Regions from separate parts of the Zea mays genome. Here region 1 is linked to region 2. The links are chromatin contacts, called in public Hi-C maps. All regions are on one chromosome and are shown on one strand. Each heading gives the region's core, a stretch centred on a gene start, on an enhancer-like site or on the middle of the called end of the contact. The rest is flanking DNA. Distances are from core to core; before and after follow the strand shown.

Region 1 (6,715 bases), core at 1,892-4,391, 220 kb before region 2:
GTGTGCATACAACCAGGGAAACCAACAAGTGACCTTTTTTAGCCCAAGCCAGAAATTCGCTCCCACTGAGAGTCAAACCCAGGACCTGAGGAGTGCTACTAGAGCCATCTAACAAACTCGGCTAGAGGCTCGTTCGCACTAGGCCCATGTTAACAGACCCAACAATGCTATATACAGCTCCTTAGTGCAGTAACTATGGAACGATGACAGTGACAGGAGAGAAGTTTTTGTAGGACCATATTCTTGTCACAAATTCTCAGGTCGTGTGGTAACTGTTTCACATTCAAATTTAATTTCATGTAAACACAGATGCTAGCATTTCCTTATTCATGTTCGTTTCTAGATTCCAATATTACAATATAAATACATGTAAACAGATGACAAGTAGAAAAGTACAATAGCATTTCCTGCAGTTTTCAATGTAACACTTTGCTAATAAAAATGAACAGTTAAGTAGAAAAACAAGAGGAAATCATGCTTGACTTCAAATGATACACAGCAACACCCTCAAGTGAAAAAAAATAATGCCATATCACTATATCAGACAGATAGGTGGCTCTCTAATTCATGGATGTGCTTGAGGGCAAAGAATTGTATTGAATCTTACGACATGCAATGCTAAAGACAAATAAAAGGAAACCTTATTTCTACATGGGCAACTGAGTACATAAATTATACAGCAGAAAGAGGAGGTAACCTATTTTTTTCCAATTTCTGCCCTTGAAAGCTACAACTGCCTTCTGCAGTGTTTCATCCTGTTGGCATATTTTGAAGCCAATTAGTAATATTTCATAGCTATGCTAAAAAGTAAAAACACAAACTTCTAGAACATGTGCATATCTCTCTTGGTCTTTATAACAGAGAATGTGAGATACTGACCTCTTCTGGTGTCCAGCCACCCTTAGCTCTTCTTATCGGTCCAGTTGTTCGTCTATCATTGTAATGAAAAAACTCATTAGCAAAAAAGAAATAAAGAAAAAAGGGAGTATATCTATTAACTGGGTGGGGTGTGCATACAAAACACAACATAATAGGTGCCAGAAGTTACTGATACAGCAAAATACATATTAGCTGACTAGCCCATCTAGGAGGGTAGTTTTTTGAAACAGGCATTTATATCAGGTACAATTAGAAACAGTCACCATCCTTATCAGATGATCAGATCGAGGCATCAAGCCTGCAGACCATCCCTGTAGCTTACATCTTCATAGATAGGCATTCAATTTGCACAGAAGATACACTTATAAATACACAAAAAAAATTCACACCTACATTGCAGCCTTAAGATGCCATAATTGAGGATCCACTTTCCAGACAAAGTGAGCAAATCGCAACATAATGTGTGCATGCTGATGCTGCAATTACTGAAAAAGTTAAATGTACTGAAGCATGCAAACATCTCATTCAGGTGAAGATTGCGAACAAGGCACTGCCCAATAATCATAACAATACAAGTAATCCCTCAAATTTATAAAGTACTAACACACAACTATAAATTTTACACCAACCAATGACTCTTGTACACTCAAACACATATCACTTCCTGCTACTGTTGGTGACCAGAAAAATACTGATACTTTGTACCACCATTCATCATTAAGGATATGTTTTTTGTGGGGTAGTCCCCACCATGCCTAACTCTTTAGGATGGGGTTGAGCAACAACTGTGTAACGATACTAGGACCAAGGTTCTACATAGCTGATAATGAGCCATAGTGAACTAGCTTCAGTAACAGCACAATAAGTTGCATTCCTATATTAGTATTTGCAACTCTGAGTTACATATGTATTTATAACCTTCCTATAGAATTCAGATGTAATAAGCAGTTAAGCAAGGCATAGAATTACAGAATAATAATTATTGTATATTTAGAGAAAATAATTGCAACACAGCATGTCACAAACTCAGCTGGCACAAATGCCATATCATCCACAGCCATCACTACAGATGCCTCCATCTTTACACGCTATGCTGCTCATGCTTCGCTAACACTCCACCACCACTACCAATATAAAATGCAGTCTATAGAACCATATGACCTCAGAAACCATTGCAACTGAATTCAGAAGGCAAGCAAACTGCAACAGCTAAAACCTCAGGAACTTGATTCAGTTGATTGATCGTACAGAAGACATGACTCCTACTATCAAAAATCACCACAGCGCACCTGTTCTAGGCTCCAATACGATAGCATTCCTAGCAGCGAAAAATTCTCAAAGGTGCCAGAGACTACTAATATAAAATGCAGTCTATATGAACTCAGCAACCATTGCAACTGAATTCAAAAGGCAAGCAAACTGCACTAAAACCTCAGGAACTTGATTGATCCAGCAGAGGACACTAATCCTACTATCAAAAACCACCACAGTGCACCTGTTCCAAGCTCCAATAAGACAGCATCCCTAGCTGCGAAAATTTCTCAGAAGTACCAGGGAGACGCTAATCACATCTCAGATCAGGAGAATTACCAAGGAGAGAATCACACAACCACCGTGCAATCCATAAAAGGATCATTCTTCTCACCCACCAATCTAGGGCACAACAGGAGCAAGCATCCAAAAAAGGTAAAGCAAACGGTACTATTCAACGGTTAGGATCCCTCCCTGGATAGGAGCAGCTACGGGCAAAGGCCTCACCTAAGAACGGAGATGGAATTCCCGGAGCTTGACACCGGCGGCGACGTCCCCGCCCGCCCTCCGCCGCCACAGCTGCTGCCATCCGACACGGACGAGCTCGAAGCCGCCAGGGGCTGCCGATTCTCCACGCACCCCTCCTGCACCACCTCCGCCATCGCTCCCATCACCTCCTCATAACCGCCCCGGCCTAAAACCGCAAAATCGCCACACAAAAAAACGAACTTCAGATCAAATCCTCCACGGCAATCACGCCCCAAAACAGATCGAACGAAACGCCGCCTTACGAATCTAGCGGATCCCAGATCGAAGAGCCGTATAGAATTGGGGCTCCGAGCGGCTAATCGACAGGCGGCAGTTGAGGCGGGACCGCGAGGTAGATGACACGAATCGAGGGAGGATAGTCCCGAAATCCTATGAAGTAGGAAGGTCTAAAGAGTAAGCTTTGGCTCCCCCTCTCTACGGCTTCGGTTACGGCTTCAGTTGGGTGTCGGGGGTTGAAGAGGAGACGAGAGAGAGGATGCTTTCAAAAAACCTCGCCCGTTGAAGGTCAGGGAGAAGAGCCGAGGAGAAGGAATAGGAAAAAAAATTATAAGGCAGTTTCTAGCAACGTACTTTATATCAATCATATATATTCATTCTTTACAGTATTCTTTAAAAAGATTCTATCTTCTATATCTTCTTTCTCTCTAACAACGTCCTCTAAACCACGTCCTCTATACGCAAATATCTATATTAGAGACATTTTTTATTTTTTATACATACGTATTTATCATACTCTTAAATGTCTTGTATATATTTTAGTTTTGTTAAACCGATTATTTAAAGTATTCAAATAAATAGAGGATCGTTTAGAGAAACTTTATATATAGAGAATCCAGCAGTGTCCTCTAAATTTAGATGATCGTTTAGAGGACGCTGCTGGAGAGCGTAGAGAACTGTTTGGTCCTCTATATTTAGAGTACAGGAGGCTTTAGGGGCTCTTGCTGGAGCCAGCCTGACCGCCTGATTTTACTAATCGGACCATTTAGTATAACATTATTGTAAATACTATATTTAGCAAAAAAAGGTAAATAGTTCTATCCAACCTAAGATATACCACGACCAATAATTAGCCAGCAAAAAAATATTCAGATTAGATCTAACACAGCTTGTTTGGATCCACTTTGGTTTTTTTAAATGTTTTTAAAACTTGGTTTCTAAAAACTGGCTTTTATATAAAAATTGGATATGGGTGTTTGGATCCATAATCTTTTAAAAAATGGTTTATAGCTTTTTCCATAAACAATTACTAGCTATCCAAAAACTGGTTTTAGCTAGACGTAATCAGTTTCTTAATTTTTAAGAAACTAGCAAACTAGTTTTTAGAAACCGAATAAAAATTTAACCTGTTTGAGGTCTTGTAGCTTTTATAAATCAGTTTTCAATAAGCTACAAGACATAAGTAAAAAAGTAATAGATGAACTGCTTTTTATGTAGATTTTATATTGAAAGATGCCCTTAAAACGATATAAATAGGTTAAAAGAAAACATCAGAGTCGTTTAATATGTATTCGAGAAGACTTAAAATGTTCAAACATTAAGACTTGGCAGTTGAGACATCTATTTGCGCTGTCGTTTTTTTTTGCTTAAGTAAAAGGGTATGATATAGAAATAGGGGCAATGAGACTCGGAGGCGGACCAAAACGTAGGCAGAAGGATCTCATTCCTGTGACGGAGGGACTGACGGTGGTGTCGGTTGCTGTGCCAACTGGATGTCGTGGTTAACGCCATGCGATTATCGTTGCCAACAAACTAGTTTAAAGTTTGAACCCCTAAACAACTTCTCATCTCGTGCGCTACTGTGGTAGACTGAACTTGTAGTCGTCTTCCGTATCCAGCCATTGGTTCTTTTTCTGCACCGTTCGATTCAATTTTAGTCTAGGGTCCTCCATTTGTGAAATTTTTTATTTGTTATATTTTTATAAATTTGTTATAAATATAACCACATCCCCTTTTGTTTTTTTTTGTCATTTTGATCTGACACGTTACAGTAAACTAGTCAAGTGCCCGTGCGTTGCGACGACACGCAAATTATTCGTGCACAATAATTACACAAAAACAAGTAATACATATTATCGATCACAATCTTATAAATTTTCTGGCAACAATCAATGAAGAATTAAACTAATACAAATCAATTTACAATACAATATGAAAATCACAAAAACAAAGTCTAAGAAGTGAGTACAATGTTTGTCCATTGCGAGGATTGTAATGTTAATGAAGTGAATATACATTAAAATTCGTAACGACGGGAATAACAAGTGAGCAAAAATTCTGAATTTTTGTTTCTTATCTTAAACTCGAGTATTTGTAAATAACATCACATATATTGTATATCTAAAAACCAACTAAACATTGATGCGCTTAATAATCTTTTGTATTTCTTCTGGAATATTATCATTACATTCATTCTCCTTGTGCTTCATCAACTCTACCTAGAATTTGGTCCTCAGTACACTTGAAGTCTGTACATTCGGTATATGAAAACATTAAATTTAGTAAATCAGAATTGTTGTGAGCCAATACATTAGTATCTAGCTTTGCAGGAAGGCGAGAGTCTTGACCATAATGAGATATGGACTGTTTATTGTCATGTTATTAAGATATAGTGATATAATGGTCATATTTATACGGAAAAAGATTAATCACTAATCAATATACACAGAAATGTTCCAGAATATTCAGTGTTCCAGAATACTGGTTGTACCAGAAAATTCAGACCTTGTTTTATGTTGATGTAGCCAATGGATCTGAAATTTATGTAGCTGAAAATGGTTCAAAAAGCAACGTAGCGGCACCAATTATCACCTTACTATTTTACATTAGAAAATCTATACTGAATGTGAAAGGAAGCATATAGATATTTGCATTCACATTTTAATCATTTACCCTGTTGGACATGATCTTGTTTTATGTTGATGTAGCCAATGGATCTGAAATTCTTGTAGCTGAAACTGGTTCAAAAAGCAGCATAACGGGCTAGCGGTACCAATTATCACCTTACTATTCTATATTAGAAAATTTGTACTGAGTGTGAAAGGAAGCATATAGATATTTGCATTCACATTTTGAACATTTACCCTGTTGGACTTGACCTTGTGTTTATGTTGATGTAGCCAATGGATCTGAAATTCATGTAGGTGAAAATCATATAGATTTTTCTTAGTTTGTGAATGAGATGAAAATAATGACCTTGGAGCCCCGTCAACCATGGTCTACAATCCCCATGTTGGTACTGTATAGTAGCTAAAGCCTACATGAAAGTATTTATACCCTTTACATTTGCATATAGAGAATTTACTCTCTTATGTTTTCCATTAATCCATTGTCCACTTATACCATGAGTTTTCTGAAATACTGAATGGAAGGTAAACAATTTTTGTGGAGCCATGATGGTCGTGGAATACAGTTTATTGTATGGTTTGTGATTAACAAATTCTTGATGTTACTCTTGTCTGCAGATATTATGTATGGCTCGTGGTCACCAGCAATGACCGTGAGCTCTGTCCGTATCAGTATCATGTCTATATTGTCTAGAATATGTAATCACCCATGCACCCGTATTTGGTTGCCAATAGGAACTGAATACATTTGTTGGGGACTTGTTCTCAAATACTAAGAGTTAAGAACAAGGCAACATAAAAAGTGTTAAACGTTAAAGTCCTTCGTCCTTTGAAACATTATCTCCTTTTGGATATAATGAATTTCGGACGAAGGTTATGAAGGACATACCTTCATAAGCACAATAAATGATGAAGAAAGATTTATATACAAAATATGGAAAATAGCATAATCACTTTAAACATTATTATCAATTTATTTTTATTTATGTTACTTGTATAAGCAATAACAAATTACAAATGTACCTTCGGCTTGAAGGAAACAAGGGTACAAGCATGACGCGAGAGCGAATGCCAAGTCAGCGTGAACAGTACGGGGGTACTGTTCATCTATTTATAGGCAAGGGACGCAGCCCATGTAAAATTACATTCATGCCCTCTACATTTGCTAATAACTCTATAATAATCCTTCAAGG
Region 2 (6,773 bases), core at 2,897-5,396:
TTTTGTTGTTGTGGATGTGAATAGATTGTTATGAACTAAGTGGGTGAAAAAAGTGACTTGAGCACACATTTATTTGTACTCCCTCCGTTCTTTTTTATTTGTCGCAGTTTAGTTCAAAAATGAACTAGCGGACGACAAATATACGAGAACGGAGGTAGTACTAAATATAGCACAACATCCTGAAACAGTTCCCTAAAAAAACCTTATTCTTCCCATTCAGAGATGTTCTTGTTGGCTTGTTCAGCTAATCTTTGTTTTAGTTGCAGACTCTAGCCATCCATCCAACTGTGCAAGATCTTATTAATAAAAACGAAATACTTCCCCAGATAGAAGTCCATTTAGGTTTATCTGAAGCCAAATTTTTAGATTTGACTATCAATATCTTAAATTTCATACAGGTTGACAGCACAAGAATGGCTTAAATAACTCTTTGTTTCAGATAGTATATTCATAGATATTACTAGTCAAGGTGTCATGCTAGAGAACATGTAGAAGTTCTAATGGACTTTGTACTTGCAATCATACATCCAATGAAGCAAATGAAAGGAAGAGATTTGAGAAAAATACCCTCCAAATCCAGCCCTCATGTCCATTACATTCCGGACTTTGAACTTCCTCCACTTAAAGATACGGATATAACCGTCAATTATGTCGTCCCAAAATTTTGTTTCTGCTTTGAAAAGCTCATTCTTTGATGAGTAGGCATCCATTTCGACGCCTTGAAGCCTCTTTGGTGGCTCCATTAAGCGTGCAGGCCATTGAACAGGAGTTGGTGCTTCGCCATTCTCTGGAAGCCGACTAATACATGCTTTCAGACCAACATACCTGAGATAAAATAGAATGTAAAGAGTAATAAAAAAGGGTTTTGCAGCAAAGATATGTGTACAGGGATGACAGCCAATGTGACAAATGAAAAGCTGATCGGATAAATCCACAGAAATCTATGGCGCAATGAGATCTGATATAAAGAATACATAATCTCATCAAATACAACTCAGCAGCAGTAAGAAAGGCTGGACCCAGCTTACAGAAGAGAATACTAAATTGATATGCATTTCAATAATTATGGCAACAGGCTAAATGAGTACCAGACATCATCCGGGTTATCATCAGCATCACAAAGTGGAGGTTTTCCTTCAGGACCTCGGTTAATGTAGCAAGAGTTATTTAAGGGTTTCCTCCACATAGCGATGTATCCCTCTTTCTTCACAAACTCCCAGCAAAGTCGGGCAGTGAGGTTCTCCATCTCTACACATGATTTTGTATATGAGCAATAGTTTCATAAAAACAAAAGCAAAAAACACAAGTTATTGAATGTATATCAAACTGATGATGCAAAAAAATCCAAAAAAGAGATACTTATCTCTGAGTTTCCATAAAGTGTTTTCAGATTTTAAATAAAATCAAGAGCAACTTCTCTAAACAACTTAGCATTAAAGGAGTTCTCAGTTATAATAGCAATCTGATAAGGTAGCCTTTTCATTTCATATCAATATAGACATATAGTTCTGCATGGATATATTATTATGAAATCATTCTCGAAGTTCAGTCACCATTAACGGGTCAGCGGATAGTCAAGATGATGCCTAAAATGGTAACACCTATCATGCAAGTTAACTTATGTGAGGGCACTTAGCATGTTGTGACAAGGACAAATTCAAGTCAAAATACATAAAGTTGAACTGATAAGGCAAGGTGTTTTAAATAAATGTTAGATACGTGTATACAGGAACACTGGCTATTTGGCATCAACAAACACAAACTACACAACTTGCCAGCTATAAGTATGCAGGATAGTAGCGAATAAAAGAATGGATTTGATTATGACAAATCTCTAGCATTAAAGAACTACCAAACTCATACATGAGCTGTATGTTATCACACTAACAAAAGAGAAGGTACAACAGAATAAGTAGAACATACCTTTCCATGCCTCTTGTTGGGCCTCTTCATGCTTATAAACAGGTTGGGCTGCCCAAGCAAAGTAGCCTCCAGCTCTAAGCAATCTATTAACCTCCAGGAGCAGGATACCATCTTCAAATAAACAAATATGATAACAAAAGTACAAAACTTAGGCAAATTTGGAAAGTACATAGATAAGTGCACATACCTTTGAGATCAAGTTTAAATGAAAAGTATACAATCAATAACAACCTTTAGCTTCTTCACAATAACTCACCTCGTTTTCTATCCATTGGTTAAAAGTATTTATTTTCTTTGAGAATCGTGAAATAAATTCGACGTCTAAGACAAATAAAAATATCATCCCTACAGATCTAAGGGGGAAGACTAGGAAAACTGGGAGAGAAGAGTTAAGTGAGCATTCAGCCTAACTATGAAGATATCAAGATACAGCATGGTGACAAACTAAGTGTGCAATGTTAATTAAAAATAATTATATAGTAATCACAGCTCACCATCACGGGTCCAATTTATTCGGCAGCGTGAGCAATGTATTATATCAAACGCTTGGCTTGTATATAACAACCGGCGCGTTGCAAATGCTGCTGCCATTGCAGGCACACCACGTTCAAGAGCAAACTGAATCTGATTTTCATGAACATCTTTTGGAGCTATGGACAATGTCAGGACATCACGTGAAAGTAAATATGCACCAAAACTTGCTACTCCACAGCCAACATCCAAGACAACTCTAGTATGAGATCCAAATGCAACATTTGGTACCATCTGGACGAACAGAGGGAACAGGTTGCTCTAGTCAGAGTAAGGATTAAATTCCAAGCAGTTTTGAAGAATATTTGACATCGAACCTGGGAGATCTGGTCTAGGTATTGATTTGCTCCATGAATGAATTGAGTTCCGCCTCCAGGAAATCTGAATTTATCTTTGACCTTGGTGATCCAATTCTGTCCTCCTTTGTCATCAATCAATCTTGTGTGAGGCACGTTGCTAAACCAGACCTGCATCCAATCAAATAACATATTAGAAAGTCTTTAACTTCAAATTTTTGGTTTCTGCAAAATCAGCCAAGTCAGACCAAATAGAACGGTTGATACTTATGCGTTCATCAAATGTCAGCATAAATCATGTGTTCGTTTCAACTAACATTTCAGGTTGCTGACAAGATTAGCATTCAATGCATATCACAGTAGTAGAACACAACAATACAGTTAAGTCCCTGTCGCAAAAAAAAAATTGGAAGAAACATGGCAATTAAAAATACGGTTTAATAATCAACTTCCGCATAGACTGTGGACGGGACGGTTAGCCCTATCATATTAGTTGTCTTTGTCTAACTTAGTATCATTGTATACACTGAATTATCATTACGTACGGGTTGCTATGAAATGGCAACGACTAACACCAATACATGCTAACCTCGTCTCTGCTCCGAGGCCAGGGGATGGGCGCCTTGTACCCGTTGGGCGCCGGCACGAGGCAGCTGAGACCCTTGTCCTTGGCAGGGCAGTGCCGCTCAAACCGCTCCCCGCGCTCCGTCGAGGGCAGCCGCTTGATATCATCCTCGTTGTCGAGGCAGGGTATGTACTCCCTCATGCTCTCGGGGCAGACCGGGAACCTCTCAATCCGCACCCTAGGTGGTCCACCGCTGGCGCCCACGTCGCTAGGCTCCTGCGGCGCGGTCTCGTCGGTGGCCAGATCAGTGTCGTTGGCGCCGACGTTGCCGATGTCGAAGTCGTCCTGCATAGCGCCGTCCTCGCCGACGATGCCGAGGCGCGCTGGTGGTGGAGGAGGGGGGAGGGGAGGCGGCGGCGCCGATGTCGGCGGTGGTAGTGCGGGCGGGGACCAGGCATTGGGAGTAGAAGAAGCAGGCGGGGTGCTGGGGGTAGGGATCAGGGATGGGTCGAAGGAGACGTTAGAGTTAGGGGAGAGCACGACGGAAGGAGAGCGGGAGGACGACCTGGGCGACGACGAGGAGGCATCGGACGAGAAGAAGACAAGGCGCGGGGAGGCGTTGGGCCAGTGGTAGCCAACGAGGAAGGCGAGCGCAACGGCGAAAGCGAAGACGGCGGCGCGGAGTAGGTGCGGGCCTCGGAGCAGGTCGGCGGCGTGCGCGCCCAGGGCCTTCATGTCTGGGCCCTCGGGCCACGGGGAGATGTCGGCGCCGTGCCTTGCGTCCGTCTGCGTCGTTCGGGGACGATGCGGAAGGGATGGGATCGGAAGGGGAATATGGGATCGCCGAAGGCCAGGCCGGTGATGAGCAGTAGTGATAAACTGGGCAAGTGCAGTTTACCTTTTTTTTCTTGTGGACCCAACTGTCAGCAACGCTACAGGTATCTAGGCTGCTCAACGCAATAGCGTGGCGTACTGTGCCATCGTCCAGCTTGGCGTCGATGCGCCGATGCTGCAGGCTCCAGTTGATTCCTGTTAAATTTTGTAGTGCTCAGTGGTAAAACCAGTTGAGAGGGAGAGAAATAATAGAACTGTAACCAGAGATCTTCTTTATATACATCTGTACAAAAGGGTCTCCAAAAGATGTAACCCTTAGATAATAACTGTCAACCAATGAGTGGTTGGATGAAGTTGATCACTGTACTATATTTTATAACAATTCCAACGCCCATTGCTGCCGACCGCTGGCTAGAGATGCCACTAGTTGCTCATGAAAAAAAACGTTCCTGCTTTTCTCTCACTAGTAGGTTATAGCTAATACCTTACATCACATACAGGAGACAAGACACCACTCAGCCTACATTGACTAAAGATATATAAAAAAACATAGTCCCATACAACATCTAAAGAACAAAAACAGTGATCCGATTCGTAAACCTCCAACCAAACTAAGCGAAAATATGAAGAGACGCTGACTTCAAACGTCGACACGCTTCCTTAATAGTCTTTATCTTCTTCGTTTTGTAGCTGAGCCTAGGTTCTAAACAGTTGTGTCGGGGACCGTAATTAGGGGTACCCCCAATACTCCTTAACCTCGCTGGAAAACATCTTCAGAACAAACCATAAACGACTGATAAAACGTAGGTCTCGTCTACCAAGGGACGCGACCTCCTCCGAGCCCAGCCTCGGGCAAGGACAGTAGTCCCGGACGGTTTCACGCCTCGACCGAGGGTCCCCTCAGTCATCAGACGCACCCTCAGCTCGCCCGAAGCCTAGCTCGGGCGAACTTTGTCGTGCAGCGGCCTCGGCCAAATCGCCTCACTAACCGACCGTATCGCATGCGCATTTAATGCGGGGATCGTCTGGCATCTTATCCATACACGTGTGCCTCAGTCGGCAAGGTCGAAGTGACCGCAGTCACTTCGCCTCTTCACTGACCGTTCTGACAGGAAAACAGTGTTGTTCACCCCGCTCCGGCAACTGTGTCAGCCACCAGGGAAAGACTGACAACAGCAAGTCACGACCTCCCCTGAGTCCGGCCTCGGGCGCAACAGGGAGCTCCGCCTCGTCCGACCCCAGGCCTCGGCCTCAGCCTCGGCCTCGGGAGAAGGTCTCCGCCTCACCCGACCCTGGGCCTCGGCCTTAGCCTCGGCCTCGGAGGAGTCGTCGCCTCGCCCGACCTCGGCCTCGGAATCAACTACGCTACAGGGGATACATCATGACCCTACCCCTGGTTAGCCGCCTCAGGCTACGAGGGAACAAGATCGGTGTCCCATCAAAGTTACTCCGGTAACAGGTAATGATGGTTCCCCGCGTGCGCCCATGACGTCGGGTGCTCTCAAACCCCCTACGGAAGCAAGAAAACATCAGCAAGATCCATGCCGCACCGCCAGCTATGCTTCTACAGGGCTCAAGACACTTCTCCGATGGCCAAGTTATTACCTGTACAGGGCTCAAGACACTTCCCTACCAGCCACGTTAGCATATAGCTACACACCCCATTGTACAGCTGGGCCATCTCCTTGTATCTATAAAAGGGGGACGTCCATGGCCTTCCTAAGGCATGGGGACAGCACGCACGCAACAGCGGAGACATAACACAGAGGAAGAAAAAAAGGGAGGCGAGAGAGACGAACGTGCGACGTACGAGCACACGGACGCACGACGTAGACGAGCGGAGGCAGGCAGAGTAGGAGAGACGCGGTAGAGGCAGCCTCAGACGGCTCACCTCAAGGTTGAACCCTCTCCTTCTCTCTCTCTCTCTCTCGTTCTCGCTCTCCTGCAACGCTTGTAACCCCTACTACGAGCACCCCGGCGCAAGATAACATAAGTCTTATTTCCCTCTTGTGTTCCATCTTGCATCAACCCATCTGAATAGGGGCACGCGGCACTAAAATTTACTAGTCGATCCGGTTGAGGGTCCCCCGGGTCCGAAACACCGACAGGTTGCATATAAGTTATCATAGGATATTTGTCAAAAACTAAATTGTTTCTACTAATCTAGGTAGCCCAACAAATCGTGTGGCACATGTAATTATCAAATTTTAGTTTTTGGTGCAACCCCTAGAAGCCAAGAACCAAAGATATGTTTCTCTGATCTTAGAATGGTCAGACCAAAACAACACTTGCACTAGTCTCTCCATAGAAACCGAGCGTAATGGTATTGAAAAAACAAATGTTATATAGATTCACTTGAGTCATAAAACACTCGACCCCGCCCGCACAAAAATAGTGTGAATCAATCACTCGAACCCACACCTTACTGCTCTAGAAATTTGGAGCTAACCACTAGACCACACTTAGCTTAGTGTTTAGAAATAAACAATAATTATATTTAAATAAATATCTTAATATCTATTTATATAATATGTAACGACCGTAGCAAATCATGGGCAACTGGCTAGTATACTAGGGACGTGTCTTACAAAAGGAAGTAGTTGGAGCCTAGAGACCCATTTCAA

What was found. A called contact is a pair of places that touch in the nucleus more often than the background predicts.
Region 1: a Hi-C map of endosperm shows a contact between it and region 2, with 1.8 times the contacts expected there. The contact joins the promoter of LOC100382779 here to the promoter of LOC100281537 in region 2. A contact is called at or near these places in 2 of 25 Hi-C or Micro-C datasets (ear and endosperm).

What each region holds. Positions count from the first base shown.
Region 1 is chr8:175,175,753-175,182,467 of Zm-B73-REFERENCE-NAM-5.0, reverse strand. LOC100382779 (myb domain protein 3r-3) reads right to left here and starts at 3,141. Exons shown (of 9, transcript NM_001175488.1): 1 at 2,922-3,141; 2 at 2,638-2,824; 3 at 880-931; 4 at 698-755. The coding sequence starts at 2,801.
Region 2 is chr8:174,958,504-174,965,276 of Zm-B73-REFERENCE-NAM-5.0, reverse strand. LOC100281537 reads right to left here and starts at 4,146. Exons shown (of 9, transcript NM_001394733.1): 1 at 3,340-4,146; 2 at 2,772-2,921; 3 at 2,418-2,688; 4 at 1,924-2,034; 5 at 1,089-1,248; 6 at 568-825. The coding sequence starts at 4,050. It also overlaps the pseudogene LOC109941674 and the pseudogene LOC109941675.